2 separate regions of the Mus musculus genome follow, and region 2 is linked to region 1. A link is a contact called in public HiChIP or PLAC-seq data. All regions are on one chromosome and are shown on one strand. Each heading gives the region's core, a stretch centred on a gene start, on an enhancer-like site or on the middle of the called end of the contact. The rest is flanking DNA. Distances are from core to core; before and after follow the strand shown.

Region 1 (6,726 bases), core at 944-3,443:
GTGCCTTCCTATCTCCCATCACTCCATCAGGCTGAGACAGTATTTCTCTGCTCCTGTCATGTATCGGGTGAATCCTCACAGTACTTTATACCTACCTCCTCTTCATAATTCATAAGACCTTATAAACATTGTTGCCATAGCTGACATTTATTGAAGTCTTGCAGTAGGTACTAGCCTAAGCACCTTCCATTTATTAAGTTCCTTTACTCTTAATACAAATTCAATGAGACAAATTTATTATTATTAAAATCACAAAGGAGGTAAATCTGCTCAAGTTAATAGAAGCTGTGGCCAGGATTAAATTTAAACCCAGGCAATCTACTTCCAAGACTTGAATTATGAAATCACACCAAAACTCCTCAACTTAAACTCATTTCCACAAAAGAAGACCTAAGTTCCCAAAGAAAACATGGAACTATTAAACTGGTTTTGTTCACTAACAAACATCTACTTTAGATTTTCAAATACAGTTATTCCAGAATTTAAATGCAAGTATCTTCTAAACATGAGTAGAGAATTTCCACTTAGGTTTGAAAAACAGACACCAACACTCTAACTGGTAGACATTTTCTTCCGTAACTTATAAAGCCAATTCCTCACTGTGGACTTTAGTGCACGGAAACTTGTTGTAACTGTATCCTGCACATACCTTGTTTCTGGGTTGCACCTTCCTGAAGAGCAAATACAGCAAGTAGAAGTTGCCAACGCTGAAGAGAAGATTGACAAATCTGAGCACCCCAATGGAGCAGATCACATGCTCAGACCATCCAAGGAGCCAGCTGGCAGGTTTGACCACACCGACCGACACCAGATACAGGCCAGGTAATGTAGTGATCATAGGATCCCACTTAGAAAGAAAAGACCACCAGTCAAGCACAGCAAGAGTTATCCCATTGATATAAAATGCCAAAAAAAGATAAATAAATAAATAATCAAGTTTCATTTGTCCTAATAATGAAGAACTTGGAGAGGATCGTCTATGACATAATTAATAAATCCTGGCAGACTAGACATCTCTTAAGTTTTATTTTTAAGATGTAGTGTGTGTGCCATGCACCTGAGTATACTTATTTGCAACATCTGCATGCAGGTACCCGAGGAAGCCAGAAGGTGGCACTGGATCCTCTGGACCTAGAGTCACAGATGGTTGTGAGCAGCTCACTGTGGTAGAAAGAAGTCTGGTAGCCTTCTCCAGGACAACAGCAAGAGCTCTCAACCACTGAGCTACCACCCCAGCCCCATTTTAAGAACGTTTTGCTCCCTGTCTCAAATCTGTCTGCCATTATTAAGGTGACAACAACCAACAGACAGTAAGTTATTCATTTCTACTTCCTAAGGCTTGCTCTTTAGAAAATGCATATTCTGCGACTAAATTGTCCAGGTCCCAATTTTACAAACTACCAGGCAAACAATAATGAGAACTCTGGTGGATCTTAAGATTCTTTGCACTGTGCATATTTCTGTAGTCAGATATGTATTTTTTTAAATGATGCAATCTGACTAGTTGCCAATTTAATCCAGACAACAGTAAGTTTCTACGACCAAGAATGAAGTTAGAATAAAACTATCAACTTTTGGGGGGCCCTAAGATCCTCCACTCCGCGTTCAAAATACCGGGTGGAAAACCTCATAGGTTAAGCTTTAGGTAGTTTTTAATGCATGTTCAAGGGAGCACCTGCATGTCTCTAGTGCTAGGGCTTAGTTAGACAAATCGGTCAACTGCCAAGAGGAGCTATCATCTTTATGCATTCACCTAACAAATATGCCATAATCTCGAGGCTAGGTACAGTCACTAGGCAGCTCCCTTCACGGTTTAAGTCTGGGAGGGCTGACGGGGAGAGGAAAGGCACAGGTTGGGAGGATCCGTCCCGGGGGCAGGGCCAGCAGAGACCAACCTGCGACAGGGAGAAGCGGCCCTCGCAGTACCGCTGCGCCTGCGGCAGGTGGAAGATCTCGTCCATGTACGGCTCCCGCAGAGCGCGGCTGAAGGCGGAGAAGAGCAGGCAGGACACCAGGAAGGTGCAGCTCAAGGCGGCCGAGAAGTAATAGCCCTCCAGCTGCGCCATGGCGGGCGGGCGGGCGGGCGGGCAGCCGCGTCCCGGGCCCAGCCCTGGGCAGCCCGGAGCGCCGAGCCCGGAACGCGGGCTCAGAGGCCCAGCGCTGCGGGACGAGGGACAGCAGGGAACAGGACGCAACGCAATGGATGCTGGGAGAGCGTCGGACGGAAGCGTGGGGGGGGGGGGGGTCACCGGTTCCGGAGTGGAGCATTTATGCAACGACGGGACGGTTTCTCTGTCAATCACTGCTCGCAGCTCTCAGAGTGGCCAGAGGCTGAGGGAGGGGCGGGTCTGGGCTCGGGCGCGGGAGCTGTTGTAGGTGATGCTGCCGCCGCCGCTAGGCTCTGGAAAAGAAGGGTGTCTTGTGTTGTCTGTTGCTCTCCAGAAGGCGATGAGTGGTCCCAGCTTTCTAACCTCCAAGCTCCCAAACTGCATTCGTTTGCGGTTATCCCTGTTCTCCATTGCCAGTGAGATGAGACGCTAAAACCATCATTACAATGCTTTTCCTCTCATCGTCTCTGGCTGATAATGAAGGTTGATGCTTTTTAGATGGAAACATACAACCAGCCCTTCGCTTCAGGGCGACTTTCCCTTTTGAAGAATCTATTCGTTTACAGGGCAATATTTTCCTGGTGCCTGGTGAGGAGTTGGGGCATTTGTAGGTGAGGAACACTCCTCCGTGAATATAATTTTAGTTGCTATTGCCGTGAGTGGTGGCTCACACTTGTACTGGCCCCATTTGAGAGGCTGAGGCAGGAGGATTGTTCCCAGTTCTAGATCAGCCTGGGACACTGTAAATGTCGTCCTTAAAAATAGGTAATAAATAGTCATTAATATCTGTCTCTGTTGGAGTACGTTTCCCTTATGCATCTTAATGTGTGGTGCGATGGAGTATTTATGTGTGTAGTCTCAAAAAGTGCTCACATGTATGAAGTTGAGGGCTACGGAGACTTCAGATAACCCCTTTATTGTGAGATTGGAATTGAGACTGACGGTGGAAGATATTTGAAGAAAGCTGAAGACAAAGTATGTTTTCAGCATGGTTGGTGATGCTTTGTAGGAAAAGCTTCTGGAAAATTCGGGTTGATTTTGCCAGCAGCACATCATATAGCAGCTGAGATTGCTTTTAAATTGTCAACCTTGGAATCAAAAGAAACTGGGTATTCTACTAGTTCTCCTCGACTATTAGAAATAACCAGAATTAAATTACGTTAGGATTCATGATGACGTTTCTTAACTCCCTCCACCCTTTACATCCTCTTTGATTACAGAGAACACGTTACACTTACCAATTTGAGACCATTCCCAGATAATTTAGTCTACAATTGACCTCAGGCCCAGTGGGCTTGCTCAATCATGGCCAGTGCATACCATAGAAGCTTCTGGCCCTTGCTAGATATGATGGATAAAGGGAAGAGCACAAGGCTGCCTTCCTATGCTAGACATTCTCGTCAGAATAATTGCCACTAAGAACTTGGTTGGACATCCAACTCCTTTTATATGTGCTCCCTACTCTCCTTAGTTAACTGAAACGTTTCAAAATTTAAAAATGTAAGGTTTCAGAACTGCCAGGTACCTTTTCTATTAATTTAAGCTTTTTTTTTTTTTTTTTTTTTTTGTGGAACAAGATGAAGATAGTAATATACCTAAAATTATGTAGAAGATGGCTGTTTACTGGGAGTTGTAACTATAGTCTTATGGTTTATAATTTCTACTGAATTGAAAGTGCTTCATCATTTGCAGTTTAAATTTATATCTCATTTCTGTTCCCATCAGCCAAGTAGAAAAATGTAAAACTTTATTATTAGAGTTTTGGGGTTTTTTTGTTGTTGTTGTTTTTTTGTTTGTTTGTTTTGTTTTTGTTTTCGGACAGGGTTTCTCTGTGTAGCCCTGGAACTCACTTTGTAGACAAGGCTGGCCTCGAACTCAGAAATCTGCCTGCCTCTGCCTCCCGAGTGCTGGGACTAAAGGCGTATGCCACCACGCCTGGCTTGGTTAATGGTTAAAAGACTTTTTTTTTTTTTTTTTTTTTGAGTGGGAATCCACTGATAAATTTGCTCCCTATGCAGTGCTCCTAGGAAAAACCCAAAATAAGGCCATTGGTTCAAAAAGTTCACTTTATAGACAGATAATATCAAAATGTGCTGGACAGGATTGTAAACACAAAAAACCTAAAGTATAAGCTCTCTCTCAATACACAGAAAAATCATTTCCAGGTGCAAGAAACTCTGAGTAAAGGTACACTCTTATTAACTACAACCTGAGGCTGTTTCTGTCTCAATGATTTTAGATTATGAAACTCTGAGGGACTAGAAGTTAGACAGAGTCTCAGATAGGCAGACATAGGAGAGGAACAGGACTGTGGAACTTCCAACATAGCTGCCTTCTTCCTCAGCCTCCTGACCGAAGACAAAAGCCTGGCAGCTTTTTCTGCCCCATCCCTGTGAACCTGTGTGACAAATTACGATCCTGGAGAAATGCAAGATCAGATCAGGACATGTTTACCCCAAATTTAGGGGTCCATCAGCCTCCCTTTATTCCAATTGGCCAATCTGAAATTAGGGGAGGAAGACTTCCCCTGTAGCTGGTCACTGCTACGCTGTGGGTTCTTCCTTTTGCCGCCTTTAATCTCCCCAGGTTTACCTCTATTGCTAGAGAAGATAGAGAGCAAGAGAGAGAGAGAGATCCCCAAATCTATCTCTTTTGCTTTGTTTTTTTTTTCCCTTTCAGCATGACTACTAACAAATTTCAACTGACCCCTCTGAATGACCAATAACCACCCACCCCACCTCTCTCAACCCTAGCATTTAGATACCATCTGAAAAGTACCCAGAATTCCAAATGTCACACAATGGCAGAAACTATCTGCAGCTGGCAAAACCATGGCTCTGCTAGAGCAAGAGGCAAATTGTTGTGGGTAGCCCTGGGGCTAATTATATTTGATGCTAATTCCTATCTCCTGTGAGGAGTTTTGAACAAGGAATGAGTTCACTCAGGTGATATCCTGTAAACCTGCTTCCCACCTTAATTTGTAAAATAAAGGAGAGCTGATGATTGGGCGGATAAAAGGGAAGGTGGAGTGGAAGGTAGGGAGAGAGAAGAAGGAGAAAATGGAAGAGGGAGAGGACGCAGAGGAGGAGTAGGAAGAAGAAAAGCAGAGCAGATGCACATGGCCTGGAGAAACCGCAAGTTCTAAGGGGTCTCATGGAAGATGGTAGTGCAGTGGTAGACCTGCCCAATCTAGGCGCACAGCATGTAATTATATTAACCTAGTCGTGTTTTTATTGCCAGGGCATATTTAGGTTGGAGATTTACCACAACAAAATGGCGCCCAATGTATTGATATGAACTCAACTAACCTGAGATAAAAACTCACTGCCCCCAACCCCTGAACAGGGCTTGGGCAGTGACCTAGGCTGTAGCAGTATGGATTCGAAGCTGACTGGGTTTGAGGGACCTACAGAGAATGGCAGAAAGGGATCTATGCCCAAGAGAGCCTTTCTGTGTTTGCTTCCCCGTATCCTTTGCTCCCCACCCTTCCTCCCCCACCTCCAAACAGGGACACAGACAACTTGAGTCTTTTTACACTCACCTTCTCCCTGTGAATAAAGAATTGGGAGACAAAGGTACAACGGACTCCGGACCAGGTAATTCGTTGATATAAAGGGAGAAATATAACCTCTTGATACTTAAAGATGGTATAAAGACATATTGCTCTAATAAGTCTTACAGGATACTCATATTCTGTCTAATGTTGATTCCTTGAGAATTTTGGGTTTGAATCTTAGTTTGACAAGCTGCCTCTTATAGGTATAGAAAGGAAAAGAAAAAGGAAAGGAAAGGAAAAAAGGAAGGAAAGGAAAGGAAAAGGAGAAAGGAAAGGAAAGGAGAAAGGAGAGGAGGAAGGAAAAGAAAGGGAAGGATAGGAAAAAGGATAGGAAACTAGAAGTGTGACTCAGTTGTTTTAAAGGTGGTATGATACAGTCTGCAGGAGACTCATATTCTCTAACGTGGACTCCATGGGAATTTTGGATTAATATCCTGACATGACAAATTAGAAAGGCCTAAATAGTCTAAAATGTGTGTGATTCTGAGTATTGTGGTGGTTTTATTGTTCCTCTGGGACAGAGGGCAAGCTACAGGTTTTCCTGGTTACCAGCTGAAGAATATGCTGATTTGGGGGAAAGGTTTTGCCTTTGTGTTTTTGGAAAAGGTGTTTAAGGTTTTTACACCTTCCAGAGTTCTATGGATCAGACTTGATAGAAGGAGACCCCCCCTGAAGAACTAGATTCCAGAGAACCAAACAAAAAGGTTATCTTGATGATACTAATATTTTGTTTTGAGATTTATATATTACAGAATATACAGTCTTGGTGAATTTCATTGTCAGACATGCTGAACTGACCTGCCTGAACTCCTGATGTCTTGGTTTTTCATCCGCAAGTTCTAAGGGGTCTCATAGATGGAGAAGATGGTCATGTAGTGGTAGATCTGCCCAATCTACGTGCACAGCATGTAATCATATTAACTGAGTCGTGTTTTCATTGCCGGGGCATATTTGGGTTGGAGATTTACTGCAGCAGCAAATCAGAGCTTCTGTGACACAGTCCCATATCACCACACCTGGGATTAAAATGAAAACATATTCTTACAATATTTCTGTATGTGT
Region 2 (6,835 bases), core at 2,982-5,481, 210 kb before region 1:
TGAATTCTGAGTTCCCTAAAACAATGACGGCTTTTTAAACCTCTTCACTTTCATGATTAATGTTTCCTTTTCTCTGGGGTAAGGGAATCCCAGAGGGGAGATAAGAATGTTAGTAGAAGAGAAAGAAAGCAAATGTCCCAATTTCCCTCTTCTTGGTTTGCTTCTCCCCGCCCTCAACACCCCACCCCACCCCCGCAACTCCTGCCTGACAAAGAGATGAGACTAGAGTAGAAAAGGTGAAATACAATTTAAAGGAACAAATACTATAAAACAAAAATAAAACCCAAGTCAGCGCCAAAACTGAGAAGCCTGCTTTAAGATATCAAATGTGTAATTTTGGTAGATATTGTGGAATGCTCAAGAAATCAACAAAATTGATTATTTAGAGACAAGAGAAAGAAAGAAAGAAAGAAAGAAAGAAAGAAAGAAAGGAAGGAAGGAAGGAAGGAAGGAAGGAAGGAAGGAAGAAAAAAAAAACCCAGAAAACTAGATAAAGGAGTAGGCTCATTGCCAAAGTCAAGAACAAAAGGTCCATAGATCAGCAGTTCTCATCCGTGAGTGCCAACCCTTTTGGGAGTTGAACAATTCTTTCACAGGGGTCGCCTAAGACCATTGGAAAACAAAAACGTTTACACTACAATTCATAACAGTAACAAAGTTACAGCTATGAAGTAGTCACAAAAATAATTTTATGGCTGGGGTCACCAAAAAAATGAGGGACTGCGTTAAAGAGTCACAACAATAAGATTGTAGCCCAGAGCCAAGAATTAGCCACATTCAATTTATGAAAACAGAACAACTTCCTCTGAGCACCAAGTGGAAGAAAGCCAGTCCTTAAATAGCAAGTGACTCTGATTTCTTTGACCACTCTCAGTACAACCAACCTGTGTAAGCAGGTGAAAAGAGGAATTGGTTTGCAAATGCCTTACTGGGGAAGCCATCCATTAAAAGTGAAAGGGCAGAAGCAGAGAGAGACATCCATGGTGCATGTCTCCATGGTGCATGTTTAGACTGTAACCTCTAAGCTGAATGAGGCATTTCCTTCCAGGGTTGCTTAGGATCATGAGCTTTATCACAGCAATAGAAGCTAGCTAGGGCGCTATTCTCACCGAAAGAATTAGAATGATAACAAAAAGAATGAAGAATAATCTGAAGCACACAAGGATGTCTAACCAATAACTGACTCAACTAGAGACCCATCCCATGGCTGAGCACCAGTCCCTGAAACTATTAGTGATATCCTATTATACTTGTAGACAGAAGCCTAACATAACTGTCATGTTAGAGGCTCCACCCAGCAGTAGAGACAGATGCAGAGACCCACAGCCAAATATTAGACAGAGGTCAGGGACTCTTATGGAAGAGTTGGGGGAAGGATTGAAGTCCCTGAGGGGGACAGGAACTCCACAAGAAGACCAACAGAGTTAACTAACCTGTACCCTTGGGGCTCTCAGAGAAAGCCACAAACTGAAGAGCATACACAGGCTGGACGGACACTCCCGGCACATGTGTAGCAGATATGCAACTCAGTTTCCTTGTGGCTCCCACAACAACTGGAACAAGGGCTGTCCTTAAAACTGTAGTCTGACAATAGTATCTACTCCCCAACAGGACTGCCCTGTCTGGCCTCAGTGGGAGAGGATGTGCTTAACTCTGAAGAGTCTTGTGCCAAGGTTGGGGATACCCAAGGGAGGCCCCACCTTCTCAGAGGAGAAGGGAAGGGGAATGTGGGGAGGGACTCTGTGAGAGGAGGGCCAGGGTTGGGGCAGCGATTGGATTGTAAAATAATAAAAATAAATTTTAAAAGGATGTATAAAATTAAAAAGAAACCACATCCAAATGCAGCAGGGAGCAAGGAATGGGAGCCTCTAAGCCCTTCCCCTTTCCTTGATAGCACTGTGCAGATCTTGTTTAGAAAAATCACAGCTGCTATGACTTCATGAGTACAGGTGTCCTTGTCTTGTCTGGAAGATGCCTTTGGTAACACACCTCCCTTCTGTGGCCTCTTCTGTGCTCTCTGCTCCCTCTGCCATAATGTTTCCTGAGTCTTGGAAGGGGTGATGTAGATGGCACCCTGCTGAGCAACCCACCATCCTTCTTAACACTGGTCAGTTATGAGTCTCAGCATTCACTGCTCACTGCTACAATAAGAAGCACCTCTGAAGGCAGCTTAGAGCATTGTTTCCCATTTGTATGTATGTTTATTTATGTGGAGCCAAATTAGAAATAGACTAGGAAACTATACCTTTGATCATAAGAGAATAAAAAGAGGCTTTAGAAAAGAAATGCAGGCAAGTACTGTAATACATGTAAGGTGTTAATGCTGGTGTGGGGAGTATTGGCAGGTGGAAGTGTACAAACCCAGGAAGGAAGCAAAGAGGCATGAAAGAGGAGTGGGTATCCATGGACAGAATAAACCAAAATCAGGTATGTTAAAAAAAAAGTCATAATGAAGCATGTTATGTTGCTAATTAAAGTAAAGAAAATAGTTATTTAATTTGGTAGGCACTAGTATGCTCTGATTTGTGTTCACATAAAACCTACTGTGAGGTAGAATTCTCTGCTCAACTGCTCAACTCCAAACTTCAAATATGAGTAAAAATGTCCCCAGGGCTGTACCCACACCTCAAGTTCTTTTTGTCAGACAATAACAAAGGTCAAACCATAAAAATTAATTAGGCAGTGGTGAGTAATTAATTCCTTATTAGTTTAATTCAACGGGCATAGAATTACACATTTTACGACAGTTTCTTTTCATCACTCTAAGACAGCTTGTGGAAAAAACAAAGGTGGCCTAACACATGACAATATAGGCATTTAGACTATGTGTGGTTCTGGGGAGCTCTGTGATAAGAAGCAAGAAATTCTGGGCATGTCTAATATTCAGCTTGTGATCCACCAGCACCCCTATCCAACTCTGAATGTCACCCAACTCAACACTCATAAAATTACTTAAAACATCATTGGTTCTTTCTCCTTTTCTCTGTCTGCATTTTTTGTAACTGGACAACCTGTTTCTTTGGAATGAGCTTTGTAGATGAGATCATGTCTGCAAGGTCGAGATTGGGCCTGCCTTGGAAGTTGTGGGTTCATCTCTGCACTGAGAAGATGAGCACTGACTCACCATGAACTTTTCAACTTCTTGTATTTGTGTGGAATGAGGCTTTTAAAACAGTCTCAGTGGGAGTCGCAATTCAAATAATAGACACACATAGACTGATATATTAGTCAGAAATGGGTAAAGGAATGTGGGTAGCAAGCCAGACATTTTTTTACTTTCCACAAAAAGCTCATGGAATAATGAAGAAATCAGAGCTGGACACCAGAATTCTGAAACATCCTTTGTATCAGGGCTTTTTATTAGGGAAGACAAAACTACCAGTTAAACTTCAAAGAAAGAAATAAAAAGGAAATTTTCTGTATTAGAACTAGTAGTTATTTATATTCTAATGCTGTTTTGTGGAAAAGAAGTTCCCAGATAGATTCTATATTCTCTACAAAATATCCAGAGAAAAGTTACCTAATTTTCTATCAAAAGCGTCATCAAAGTCTTCATGTTAGAGATTGGCAGGTTTCCCCACCTAACACCTGTGAAGCAAAAGCAGAGGGAGATATGAAATGGGATCATGTCTACAAACACAGAATTACTATCATGTCAATTTCCATATCAAAACTGTTAAGGAACCCTAAAGATGAAAAGCAGTTAAAGAATATGAAATTTAGTCAAAATTGAAACTCAAGCCACTAAATGAACTCTTAGAAGCACTAGTATAAGTTGACTTTTCCTACCAATATGAGGATTATCATATGTTTGTTTTTAAAATTGTATTCTTCATTTCATTTATACTTTTAGGATAATATATTTGATAAAATTATTTCCCTTTTCCTAGTGTTAGAGTTCATCAAAAGAGACCCTCACTCACAAAGACCACAGATACTGCCATCACTGCAAACCACAAGAGGATTTTTTTTTTTATTGATCCAACATGTTGGGGACCCCCCTCTCAGCATGCATGACAGAGGAGAGACCCAGAACAAAGAAAGAACACAGTTTTTATACCTTGTAAGGGGAAGATTTAGGCAACAGGGTTCTCATTGGTGTAGCAAGTAACCCTTTCAGGCGTTTGTTGGTTTGCATAGTGACTAAGTAACCCTTTGGCCTAGTGACTCACTTTGCCTGCTCCCATGGTAGGTTATTATGATTTGGTCAGATTTTTAGCTATTAACATCACAGGGAATTCTAGCAATGTCAGGACGGTTTGTGGTCTTTCTTAGAATTAACTGTGGAGCGGAGGGCAGGGGAATTTCTCTGGGAACTGCTATCTTGTTATGGTTATTTTTCTGAGAACAGCTCATTTTGTTTTGGCAGCTGTAGACTCAGTCATTTGGACCACTATGTTTCTGAAAGTTCCTTCAGAGGGGAAGGGGCTAAGTGGTCTTGAGCTTATTTTGGATATTACACTAGTTCCCCCCAGATCTCCCCTACTTCCCTATCCAACCAACTTTATTTTTCTCCTCCCCCAAAACTCCAACTCCCAAAATAAAAATCAAAGTAAACTTAAAAACAAAATAATAACCCTCAAGGTAGAACCTATTTCTGCCATTTTACATAGGCGACAACTAAGACTCTAAGAGATGCATGCATTGCCTGCTCTCCTGGAGCTGAGTGGGGAGTAAAGCTATTATTCAAATTCAGATCTCTTGAGAAATAAAAATGAGGGGAAAGTGGAAATAAAAGCAAAATGGACAAAACCAAAATGATGTAAAAACCTATGAACAACTCAACATAGGTCAAGGAGATTGATTTGAGTAAACAAGGAATATGGTTAAGTATCTGCTGGGATTTCCAAGATCTCATGACCCTGAAGGAGGTTTTGGATAGACACACATGACTAACAGCAAAGTTTACTAAGAAAGCAAAGCATTTTGAAGGGTGGACAAGGACTGGACATAGAGAATGATCAAAGGTTCAAAGACAATGGCTTACAAAGGATTAGGGATTTGCATCCCAGGGTCACAGGAATCTTATGCATAGGATATGTTACTTTTGTATTTTTTAATTTGTGTGTGTGTGTGTGTTTGTCTGTTTCCTGCATATGCTTTATTCTCTGTCAGACTCACTGGGGAGTTTTTTCTCTTTAAACTCTGAGTTATTTTTGGTTTTTGTTTTGTTTTTCCATTTGCTTATTTTCCCTCACTTTCTTCCCTACCTCCTATATAGAATGTACTACTTTAAAAACTACCTCTAGGAAAATAAGTTTATATGAGGGAATCACATATTTAAAATTGTCTTCTATGCATTTAGAATAAATTTCTTGGGCAAAAGACAGGATTGGTTAAGAGGAATAAGTTCAACTTAACTAATTATGCTACAATGACTCTAGTTAATAACAATATATTTAACAATTGCAGAAGGTATGTTTTAAATGTTTAACCAACATTCACACAAAGTACTGTAATTATTTTTATTTGGCATTCAATAATCTACACATATCATATGCATCAAAATTATATTATACTCCATGAATATATATAATTTTTGTTAATTAAATTAAAAAAAACAAAGCAAAACAAAGACCCTTTGGTTAGTTTCTATAAAGTCTGACACAGCCACCTTACAGAGGATTCTGAGGAATTAGTTTATCTAACAGTCTCAAGGGCAAATTTAGCAAACAGGTTTGAGAAAGCATTTCCTGATAAGTTGCAAGGTGAGAAAAACCAATTGAGCCAGGTAAATTCCACAAGCTGTGGGAAATGAAGGAGGCTGAAGCTAGCATGATAGAGAAACAGAGTGGAAAGATCTGTATTTAAGGAGAACTTTCTGGCGGCTATATCAGATCCTCCCTGGCATTCACTTCAGGAAATCATGAGGTCTGAGGAAGATCCACACAACTCCCTCATCCAAATAGACATAATAATGGCATTTTCTTTTTCCCAACAGAGTTGAGTGGTTTGAATGTGCCTCAGTTTGGTTAAGTACTTACCTAACAGGCACAAGGTACCCAGTGCAGTCTACAGCACTGAACATACCAGATGTGGTGGTGCACAGCTGTTGTCTTGGGGTTCCAGTAGTGTAATAAAACATTGTGACAAAAAGCAAGTCAGGAGGGTTTAATTTCATTTGTAAATCCATACAAGGCATGGTCCAACGCTGAGGGAAGTCAGAACAGAAACTAATAGAGGACAGGAACCTGGAGGATAAAGCTGATGCAGAAGCTATGGAACACTGCTTACTGGCTTGCTCCATCACGACTTGCTCATCATGCTTTCTAATAGCGCCCAGGTCAACCATTCCAGCAGTGCTATCACCCGCAATGGGCTGTTAACCTCCCACATCAATTACCACTAGGAAAGTGTACCACAGGCTTGCCCACGAGCCAGTCTAGTGAGGGGATTTCCTCAATGGAGGTTCTCTATTCCAAAATGACTCTAGTTGACAAAGGTTGGAAGGTTATGATTCAAAATGGTATGCTTGACAAGAGGTAGACTTGTGATACTTAATGTAAATTGGCAGCTCTATGAGATCTCTAATGACCCTGGAGATAGGTCTCCAGGCAACGCTGAGTAGAGTATCTTGACTGCATTATCTGAAAGGAGTGAGCTACTGTGGGTACCAACACTCTCTGGGCCGGGCTTCAATATTGCATGAAAAAGAAAACTGACATCCATTGCTCTCTGCTACTTGACAAGGGATGCATCTACCCCAAGCCTGTGACACAGTGACTCCACTAATGTGATGCACCAAACCCTTCCTAGTATCCAGAAACTTAACAAAGAAAGTTTGTAGTTTCTGAATACCTTGAGTTTCAAAGGATATAGAGCCTTCAGGCAACAT

The links. HiChIP or PLAC-seq counts read pairs in DNA pulled down with a chosen protein or histone mark.
Region 2: a contact with region 1 is called in a CTCF HiChIP or PLAC-seq map of the NIH/3T3 cell line, with 7 read pairs. The contact joins the enhancer-like site here to the promoter of Alg10b in region 1. A contact is called at or near these places in 2 of 39 promoter capture datasets (cranial neural crest and liver), 1 of 15 datasets of contacts at CTCF or cohesin (the NIH/3T3 cell line) and 1 of 9 other capture datasets (embryonic stem cells).

Annotation. Positions count from the first base shown.
Region 1 is chr15:90,219,778-90,226,503 of GRCm38.p6, reverse strand. Alg10b (asparagine-linked glycosylation 10B (alpha-1,2-glucosyltransferase)) reads right to left here and starts at 2,193. Exons shown (of 3, transcript NM_001033441.3): 1 at 1,896-2,193; 2 at 650-847. The coding sequence starts at 2,066. Mir7648 (microRNA 7648) reads right to left here and starts at 2,144; the gene lies at 2,092-2,144.
Region 2 is chr15:90,428,632-90,435,466 of GRCm38.p6, reverse strand. No RefSeq gene overlaps it. Among named protein-coding and RNA genes, the nearest start is that of Gm36480, 78 kb to the right of the region's middle. Within about 2 kb of position 4,231, at least 29 of the 459 cell types and tissues checked have an H3K27ac peak or open chromatin away from gene starts, as enhancers often do. A contact at or near this core is called in the NIH/3T3 cell line, where this site is marked.